3 separate regions of the Gossypium hirsutum genome follow, and regions 1 and 2 are each linked to region 3. A link is a contact called in public Hi-C data. All regions are on one chromosome and are shown on one strand. Each heading gives the region's core, a stretch centred on a gene start, on an enhancer-like site or on the middle of the called end of the contact. The rest is flanking DNA. Distances are from core to core; before and after follow the strand shown.

Region 1 (3,312 bases), core at 574-3,073, 310 kb before region 3:
TAAATCAAACAAACTCCTCTTTGTTCTTCACTTAAATTTTTTTATCAACAAATTCAACGTTTCATTACTTGAAAACACAGAGGAAATACACCCCCAAACTACTTTCTTTCAAAAATATTTCAGGAGAAAGAAAGTGAGTGCAAGTGTGCAACAGTTGTTCTGGTTTCAACAGCAACATGGATATTGCTTCAGCCTACAAGTATATCAGTTCAACTTCATCACTGTCGCTTCATGGCTCATCATGTTCATCCTTGCTTCACTTTTCCTTTGGGGAAATGTTCTCAGGCTTCTCGGATGTTCAAAGTCTCTCATTTGTTTTTCAGGTGGTCATACAATCGGCATATCCCATTGCCCAGCTGTTTCGCGCCGGTTGTACAATTCCACTGGCCCCCGCAGAATCGACCCAACCATGGACAGCAAGCACGCTGAAAACCTCAAGATCTTAGCTACTACTCACTCTTGCTCAAAAGAAGGGGTGGGCTGTGAACCTAAGCTAATTCTTTTCTCTATTGTACCTGAACGGAATCCCCAACCTTCATCTCATCCTTCAATCTGATGCTGCTTTAACCACTGTAACGGAAAATAACGGGAATAGCGGCCCGTTATTCCCGCAATTGGCCGTTACCCGTTAAATTGCGGCCGCGATCCACCGCTATTGGTGTGACTCCGCTTCATACCGCTATTTTTAGCAATAGCGGTTTCGGACGGCGCCACTACCGCTATATAACGGCCGCTATTCCGATATCGGTCCGCTATTTAAATCCCTGCCTAACATCTAGTTCCAGCAAACATTTAAATCTATGGCTAGTTATTGATAGAACAATTGGTAAATAAAGTGCAAAAATAAACCTAGATCACATTCATTGTATTTGGAAATCATAAAGTACAATTTTTACAATCAATATGAGGGTTGGGCACTTTTCCCGTTAATTTATTATTCGAAAACGATAAACAGTGCTTCCGGCGACATGAAGAAATTCAGAGTTGGTCATATCAACAAAGCAGTGGAAAGGTTTCCAAGCACAACTTTACTCAAATTTTGGGAAATTCTAATAGATTGGGTTTTGTAGGTATTCCAAGCACAAGGAAATAGAAATTCTAATAGAGCTTCATACAACAAATCATCCTCCAACTACTCATTTAAAACCAAAATCCCATAAATTTGTTATTTACTACTCACAACACCAATTATAAATAAACGGAAAGTGGGACAAAATATCAGTAATATTCAAATAAGCTCCTCCGCATCAAGCCTAATCTAAGAATGGCGCACATGAACAAAAATTAAATAGATCAAAATTTTGTTTTTTTGGTTCATCTCATCTATTTTATAATATTATGAAATAAAAAATCAATTGAACAAGGAAACAAAACAAGTTGTAAGCTAAATCCAGTAAAATTTCACCAAAACTAGATCAAACGAAGCTTGATTCCAGTCAATTACAAATATTAAAAAAAATGGCTGGTAACCGGATTGGTGAAAAAAATCACCAGTTAGCAATCTATAATAACAACAATAGTAATAAGTAAAATACCTGAGCATGATTTGAAGGATCTGATGAAGAAGAAGATGCTTCCCTGCGTTGATGTTCAGCAACTGAATTCTCCATCACCTCCTCCCCCTCCTTCAATCCAATGGAAAATAGAAAAATAAAAAGCAAAAAATTGCTTCTGTTAGAATTAAATTTTCAAAAGAGAGAGAGAGAGAGAGAGAGAGAGAAAAAAGTAGAGTGCTTCAGTTAGAAATCAAATTTCTTCCCAGTTTCCTTCTTCTTCACTCCTAAATAGACCGGTCATACTTCCTACAGTTAAAAATAAATATAATAAAATATAATGATTAAATTTATTAGCCATCTTAGTCCAAATTGGTCAGTTCATTTTCAAAAGCCACTTAACCTTCTTTAATAAATAATTCCAAAAGCACATCAGTTTGACGTTACCTTGTCAAGCCAATTCATTGTTTTGTTTTTTCTGTATTAAAATACGAAAAATATAAATATATAATAATATTTTTAATTTAATTAGAATTTTTATAAATTAAATTTAAATAATTAAAAATATAATATGGATGAGAATAGTTTATTTGCTATATATACTCAACTTATTTTCATTCTTTTGCATTCAAATCATATTCTCTCAATCTCTTAATCCTATTAATCTATTCTCTCAACTATCTTATTCTCAATTGTTCATTCAATTTCTCTCAAATTATTGTTGTCTTAATTTTATATTTCATAATTTCTTTAATTTTTATAATTTTAAAAATGTTAATGCCTCTTATTCGTTTGAATGACAAACACATTTTTGGCGTCCAAGGTTAATGGTAAAAAATATTATTAAATTTTTTAATTTTAATTAATATAATTATTAAGTTGTTAACATTATTAATTTTATAAATTTTTTATGTTTATATAATCATACCGAAAATCAGATTATTGGGACGTAGATACACAATTTAAGTGTGAGTGCACCGCGAGTTATTGAGCACTCCTTTCAAGAGATGAAATTCTTGCACATGTCTCATATGTTCGGGGGGACTAAATTGGATAGCATAGTTTAACCAATAATAATGTCCCTACATCATTCCCAATGAGTAGAATGTCATCGACATATAGAACGAGAAAGATCGTCTTTCCATCCCCTAAACGTTTATAAACACAAAGTTCATCTACATTTTGCTCAAATCCAAAAGTCTTAATCACTTGATAAAATCTTTGATTCCATGAGCGGGATGTTTGCTTAAGTCCATATATGGATCTAAGCAGTTTGCAAACTTTATACTCATTTCCTTTAGTTATATATCTGGTGGGTTGCATCATATAGATGCTCTCTTCAAGATAGCCATTCAAAAACGTTGTCTTAACATCCATTTGCTAGATCTTGTAATCGAGTGTCATTGTAATGGATAAAAATATGTAGGTTGACTTGAGCATGGCAACCGGAGAGAATGTTTCTTCATGTTCGATACATTCTTTCCGAGTATAACATTTTCCTACAAGTCTTGCCTTATAAGTTTTCACTTTTTCATTCGTATTTTTTTCTTCTTGTAGATCTATTTACACTCTAATGGTTTTATCCCTTCCGGTAAGTCTACAAGTTCTCACACTGGGTTAGAGTCCATAGAATTCATTTCAACTTTCATAGTTATTTCCCTGAGCTTGGAATCAAGACTCTTCATCACTTCATCACTTCATCACTTCATCATACGTGAGTGGGTCATCATCTTCCTATTTTGTAAACTCAGTGTAAAAACACTTCTGCCTGATTAGAAGAACTCAAGCCTACAAAAGACCCTTCCACTGCACTGAAGCA
Region 2 (3,113 bases), core at 266-2,765, 330 kb before region 3:
CAACCCCACTGTTCCACATTGCTTGAAAAAATTTCAATGCCTCTTCGAGTTTACCACCTTTGCAAAAACCATCTAGCAAAATTGAACAGGTCACCAGGTCTGGAACTTGTCCAGAAGCAACCATCTTTTTCAAAAGTTCACATGCCGTAGAAACTCTCCCTAATTGACACATACCTTGCATAAGAGTGCTGTATGTGACAGTATCCGGGATTAGTCCCGTTTGAGATATTTCATGAAAGAGTTCCATTGCTTTGTCTAACCTTTTAGCTTTACAATATCCATTGATCATGATGTTGTAACTAAGTATATTAGGTGCATAACCCTTCTTGATCATCAATTGAAGCACTCTTCTAGCTTTATCCATTTTGTTTTGCAAGCAATAGCCATTTATCAATGCATTATAGGTAACAACTTTAGGTTCAATGCCTTGCTTTCTCATTGTGTCAACAATAGCTTCAGCTTCAGAAATCGTTCCTTCTTTGCAATATGCATCAACCAATATAGTATAGGTGAAAATACTAAGTGAAATATTGTTATCCACCATTTCATTCAAAAGCCTTGTTGCCTCCATATGCTGACCTGAATTACACATACCATGAATTAAGCAATTGTAAATAACAATATCCGGTCTAATGCCCTTAGCCTTCACTTTAGAAAAGAGCTCGAGAGCCTCATTTAACAACCTGTTTTTACAGAGACAGTCAATGACAGTACTATATGCTACAATATTTGGTTCGGAACCTCTTTCTTCCATCATCCTTAGAAACCTAATAGCTCTATCAGTATTTCCAGTCTTACACAATCCATTAAGTATTGTATTGTAAATAATTAAATTAGGCTGATACCCTTTTTCAACCATTTCATCAAACAAACACACGGCTTGAGAAATCTTGCTTTGCTTACAAAATCCATTAATCAAAGTAGACAAAGTTACAACATCAGGTTCAATCCCTAACTTCAACATCTTCCCCAAAAACAGAAAACCCTAAATCAATTTGATTTAACTGACAAAAGGTATTAATCAAGATGTTCAAAGAATAGACGTTATGGGAAACTCCTAATAATTCCATTCGGCTAAACATAGAAACAACAATGGCATAATGTTTCATTCTAACAATGGCCGCTAATAGTTTAGTGAACTCCAAAATTGAAGGCTTTGGGTACTTCTCAATCATCTTATTAAACAAAGTCCAAGCATCATCAACATTATTGAAGCGGTCATACTTTTTTGGGTTTCCCCTTACAGACATTGAATTCTTACTTAAAGCTTCGATGTGGGTACCAATGGTGTTAAAAGAACAAGAAAAAGAAGGGTGCAAACTGGAAAGATTCCTTCCACCAGTAACAAACGAACGAAGAAATAATGAAGAATTGAGCTTACCCATATCTAGAAAACCAGCAAAATGAAAGAAAAAGGGCTAAGCTTCAAATGAAACCACCATTAACAGTACACGAGAGACAGAGAGGAGAATGGGAGGACGACTTTTGCCGTTTCGACTGGTTAAGGAATCATTTGTTAGGGCTAGTTATTATTGAATGGATAAACTACACAATTAGTCACCATACTTTCATAAGTTTTCATTCTGAGTACCAAAAAAAGTAAAAAACTTTTATTTTAAACATTGCGATAAAAAAACATGTTCTGATTTCATCTTCTTCTCAAATATTTAATTCTTTTAATGCTTTTTCTCTACAATTAGGTTTCTCTTACAACAAATGACTTAGTAATCAAGTCCATCCAAGGCTTGAAGAAGAAATGAAAATGATTTTGGTAGAAGGAATACACATATATCTTTATCTGTTTAACTAGTTCTTAATCGTTGGTCTAATTTTTAGTTTTATGTGGATGTTCAGACTGTCAACTCTCCGTTCAAGGAATTTGATCCAATTCGATTCAATATTAATATTAAGAAATCATTGAAAAATAGTTAAATGCTATGAGTTATTTAGGGCTTTTCTATACCTTACTTTACAACATTCTATAATATGCATAAATTTCAATTTATTTATTATGTTTCTCCTCTTGAATTATGTTATCTAAGTTATTAATTATATGATTTAGACTTAATATGTATTTAGGTGAATAATTGGAGAAAAGTGATTATAAAGATCATTTTTGGTTAAGTTTTTGCGAATGAAATTTTTAACACAACATTATTTTAGTATTTTAACCATAACTTGAGTTACCCAATTCTGTTTTAAACTTATAATATACCATTTGGAAGGAAACCAAAAGATCTAGTTGAAGTATGCCGAGGCTCAAGTCACAATACAATATTCTTTAAAAACAATACCTCATTCACATATAATTGATTTTTTAACCATGTTGATATACTAGCACTCTTATTGAAATACAAAATCGATAACGGCTTAAGCATAAAATTAACATTTTTTTTTAGAATTAAACAATATAATTAGACATGTTTAAAATCCAATTTCTAATAAAGAATGATTGGAGAACATAAAACCCTCCATATCGCTCTAGAACTAAACTATAAATGCTTATCTTATATTGATAAATTTTCTATTTTACCAAAACAATTAGTCAAAATTAATACAAAATTTCATTCATTTGAATCTTGAAAACTTATCTAAACTTAGAAAGGTGATCTTCCATTCTTGTGTAATCATCTTGTATGCTTTTGAGCATATATTTACAATGTACTCTTGGTCATGTGATAGAAATGAAAAAGTATTTACATCCTTGGTTTGTGAATGACCAATAATGAAAGATTAGGCAAAATTTTTAAGTAATAAACCAAAATGAATGTTAGAGTTTAATAGAGTATTTTTTTTAGCTTGTAAAAAAAATCTTTTCCTTGTTCTCCATGACAAGAATTAAACATTGCATTATTCTTGAAAGAATTAAAAGATTTTTTTTTTTTGGATCTTAAATCCTACATTAGTTCCACTTAATGGACCTTAGGTGTTGTATATAATGTGTACAATAATATATAGATAATGCTACACATACTTCACCCAACCAAAGAGTCACCTTATTAAGGAAACTACCTTGCTTAACACATGCCTCGCCTGGGTCCAAGGATACATAACTTAATCATTATGATAATATGGTTGTCAAGTCATTAACACATCTTGCAACCCAATCACGT
Region 3 (3,255 bases), core at 263-2,762:
GTGGCAGGTTCGTTTGCTCTTTTGGGCAATACTACGGAAGGTGGTTCTCTTGATTTAACGGCTAGCTCTGGTGAACAGAGCAGTCGATCACAATGAAAATCCTTAGCTAGAATGTCCTTGGCTTGGGGAGGCCCCGGACTATTAAAAGGCTCAAGAATAAGTTGAGAGTCATTAATCCCCGGATTTTGTTTCTTATGGATACAAAATTAAACTCTAAAAGGATGGAGATGGTCAGGATGAATTGCGGTTTTGAGAATGGGATTGATATTGGGGCAGTGGGGTCTCGAGGAGGTATTTTATTGGGATGGAAAGGAAACGCTTTGGTTAGTCTTAAAAGTTTTTCTTCTTTTCATATAGATGTTGAGATTCATGACAATGAACATGGCGACACTTGGCGATTAACTGGGTTTTATGGGAATCCGGATGGAAGGTATAGAGGTACATCTTGAAAATTGCTTAGACAATTAAGCCATGACCAATACACTCCATGGGTTGTTTTGGGGGACTTCAATGAGATTACAAATTCTTTTGAGAAGAAAGGTGGTGGTCTTAGATCAGAACGCCAGATGAATGCTTTCTGAATGGCGCTGGAAGATTGCAGTCTTAATGATTTGGACTATGTTGGTCGGTGGTATACATGGGAGAGAGGGAATTTCTCTGACACAAACATACGGAAGCGTTTGGATCGTGGGGTTGCTACACTGAGTTGGATTAATAATTTCCCCAGTTATCAAGTAGAACACTTAAGTCATTCCTTCTCTGATCATTGCCCTATTCTGTTGGACACAATGAAAAAGAGTAGGAATGGTCTAGGTATCTCAAATAAAATGTTTCGGTTTGAGGCCAAGTGATGCTTGGATAGTTCTTTCATAGGACTGGTTAAAAGTTTGTAGAATGATATTTCAGGCAGCGTTCCGAAAAAGCTAGAGAGGCTTGGTCATCAACTTCAACGTTGGAGTACATCCAAATTTAGAGAGGATAAAAGAAATCATGTGGAATTGGAAGATAGATTGGAGTTTTTTTTTAATCAAGATCTCTCCGACGAGAATTTAGCGAAAATTACAGAGGTCCAATTGGGGCTTAATTTGGAGGCTAATAAAGAAGAACTGTTTTAAGAGCAAAGAGCTCGTGTTAATTGGCTACAGAATGGTGATCGCAATACTAGCTATTTTCATAAAATAACTATTCAACGCCAGTTTCGTGGTCGTATTTTAGAGTTGGAAAATGGGAATGGTAGAAGGACTTCTTCGACTGAGTTGTTAAATCTTGCTTCCGATTATTTTAAGAATCTTTTTTCGGCTTCTGAGGTGGGCTCAGACGAGCATGTATTTGGACTAGTGGAGAAAAGAGTTACTGAGAGCATGAATGATACACTTCTCAAACTGTTTACTGAAGAGGATATTGGTGCGGCAGTCAAGATGATGGCACCCTTGAAAGCACCTGGTGTGGATGGGTTTCCCACAATATTTTTTCAAAGGTACTGGAACTTAATTGGGCCTGATATTTCCTCTTATTGTTTATTTATTCTGAATGGATAAGCTGAAATAGCTGATATTAATAAGACACGTATTGTGCTGATCCCCAAGGTCGAAAAACCTAAGAATTTGTCACAATTTAAACCCATAAGCCTTTGTAATGTAATTTACAAAATTATCGCGAAGGTCTTGGTGAATCGTATGAGTAGTGTTTTGGAAGATTGCATTGATGAAGCTCAATGGGCTTTTATCCCAGAAAGGCTTTTATCGGATAATATGCTAATTGCTTATCAGCTCCTTCATTCTCTCAAAATAAAGAAAAGTGGCAAGAAAGGAAATTTTGCGCTTAAACTAGATATAAGTAAAGCGTATGATCGTGAGGAATGGGATTTTTTGGCAGGAATGATTACTCACCTCAATTTTCATGATTGGATTGTTTGGATAATGAGATGTGTTTGTTCTGTCTCATATTCGGTGAGCTTTAATGGGTCTAATGGTGAGTGGTTTTTACCTTCCAAAGGCCTAAGGCAGGGTGATCCGCTCAGCCCTTATCTTTTTCTCATTTTTTCTGAGGGTTTTTCTATTCTCATTAGGGAAGCAAAGCACAAAGGATTGATGAGGGTTGCATCAATTGGAAATAAAAGGTTGTCAATCAATCACCTATTTTTTGCAGATGATTGTATACTCTTTAGAGATGTTTCTTGCGAAACAGCTTATGCGGTTCGAGATGTCATCCATGAGTATGAAATGATTTCAGGGCAGCGTGTGAATTTTGATAAGTCCTTCATTTATTTTGGGGCTAATGTGGATTCAACTATCAAGGGAAACATTATCAATCTTTTAGGGGTTAGGTTGGCTGCAAGTCCAGAAAAGAACTTAGGCTTGCCTATGATGGTTGGTCAGAATAAAATGTGGGCTTTCTCCCATTTTGTTAACAGGTTCAGAAAATAGGTAAAAGGGTGGAGTTTACGCTATCTCTCAATTGGGGGGAATGAGGTTTTCATCAAATCAGTATTACAAGCCATTTCGCTTTATGTAATGCAATTCTTTCTTATGCCAAAATCGTTATGTCGGAAGTTGGAAGGCATAATGAACAAGTTTTTGTGGACAAATAACAAATCCGCGAAGGGTATTCATTAGAGTCCTTGGGATTTTTTATATAGACCAAAATGTGTTGGTGGGATGGGTTTTAAAAATTTGTTTCTGTTTAATAAGGCGTTGTTAGCTAAGCAGGTTTGGTGCATTTTTTCTCAGCCTAATTGTCTTTTAGCCAAAGTTTTAAAAGCTCTCTATTTTCCATCTTCAGACTTATTGTCAGCAAAAATTGGGTCTTACCCTTCACTTACCTGGAGAAGTATTTGCAGTGCCACAGATTTGATTGAGGAAGGGTTGGTATGGCGTGTTGGTAGTGGTACTCGAATTAACATATGGCACGATTCTTGGTTGCCTGGATATGAGAACAATAGAATATCAAATTAGAAGATAATGCCTAAGTGGATGAATGTGAATCAATTAATTGAGGCTGAGACCAATACCTGGGATAAGGAGTTAATACATAAAATAGTTGATGAAGACACGGCAAGGCATATTCTATCCATTACCATTTCTGGAACAAATACAGGTGACATGTTGGTGTAGAAACATGAAGGTTCTGGGGAATACACTGTGAAAAGTGGGTATCGGGTCCTATCTACAGAGTTGTTACAGACTTATTCATCTACATCTCCTAATACTGTTGGTTATAGGGATTTTTACAAATCTTTATGGAGTTTGAACATTC

What was found. Hi-C and Micro-C count contacts between places; a contact is called where the count stands out from the background.
Region 1: a contact with region 3 is called in a Hi-C map of leaf, with 3 times the contacts expected there. The contact joins the promoter of LOC107888472 here to the enhancer-like site in region 3. A contact is called at or near these places in 6 of 34 Hi-C or Micro-C datasets (hypocotyl and leaf).
Region 2: a contact with region 3 is called in a Hi-C map of leaf, with 2.1 times the contacts expected there. The contact joins the promoter of LOC107888473 here to the enhancer-like site in region 3. A contact is called at or near these places in 7 of 34 Hi-C or Micro-C datasets (callus, hypocotyl and leaf).

What each region holds. Positions count from the first base shown.
Region 1 is chrA09:1,773,342-1,776,653 of Gossypium_hirsutum_v2.1, forward strand. LOC107888472 reads right to left here and starts at 1,824. Exons shown (of 8, transcript XM_041077599.1): 1 at 1,536-1,824. The coding sequence starts at 1,610.
Region 2 is chrA09:1,753,235-1,756,347 of Gossypium_hirsutum_v2.1, forward strand. LOC107888473 (pentatricopeptide repeat-containing protein At1g62930, chloroplastic) reads right to left here and starts at 1,516. Exons shown (of 3, transcript XM_041077597.1): 1 at 1-1,516. The coding sequence starts at 964.
Region 3 is chrA09:2,084,404-2,087,658 of Gossypium_hirsutum_v2.1, forward strand. No RefSeq gene overlaps it. Among protein-coding and RNA genes, the nearest start is that of LOC107888467, 18 kb to the right of the region's middle. Within about 2 kb of position 1,513, at least 7 of the 9 cell types and tissues checked have an H3K27ac peak or open chromatin away from gene starts, as enhancers often do. A contact at or near this core is called in hypocotyl and leaf, where this site is marked.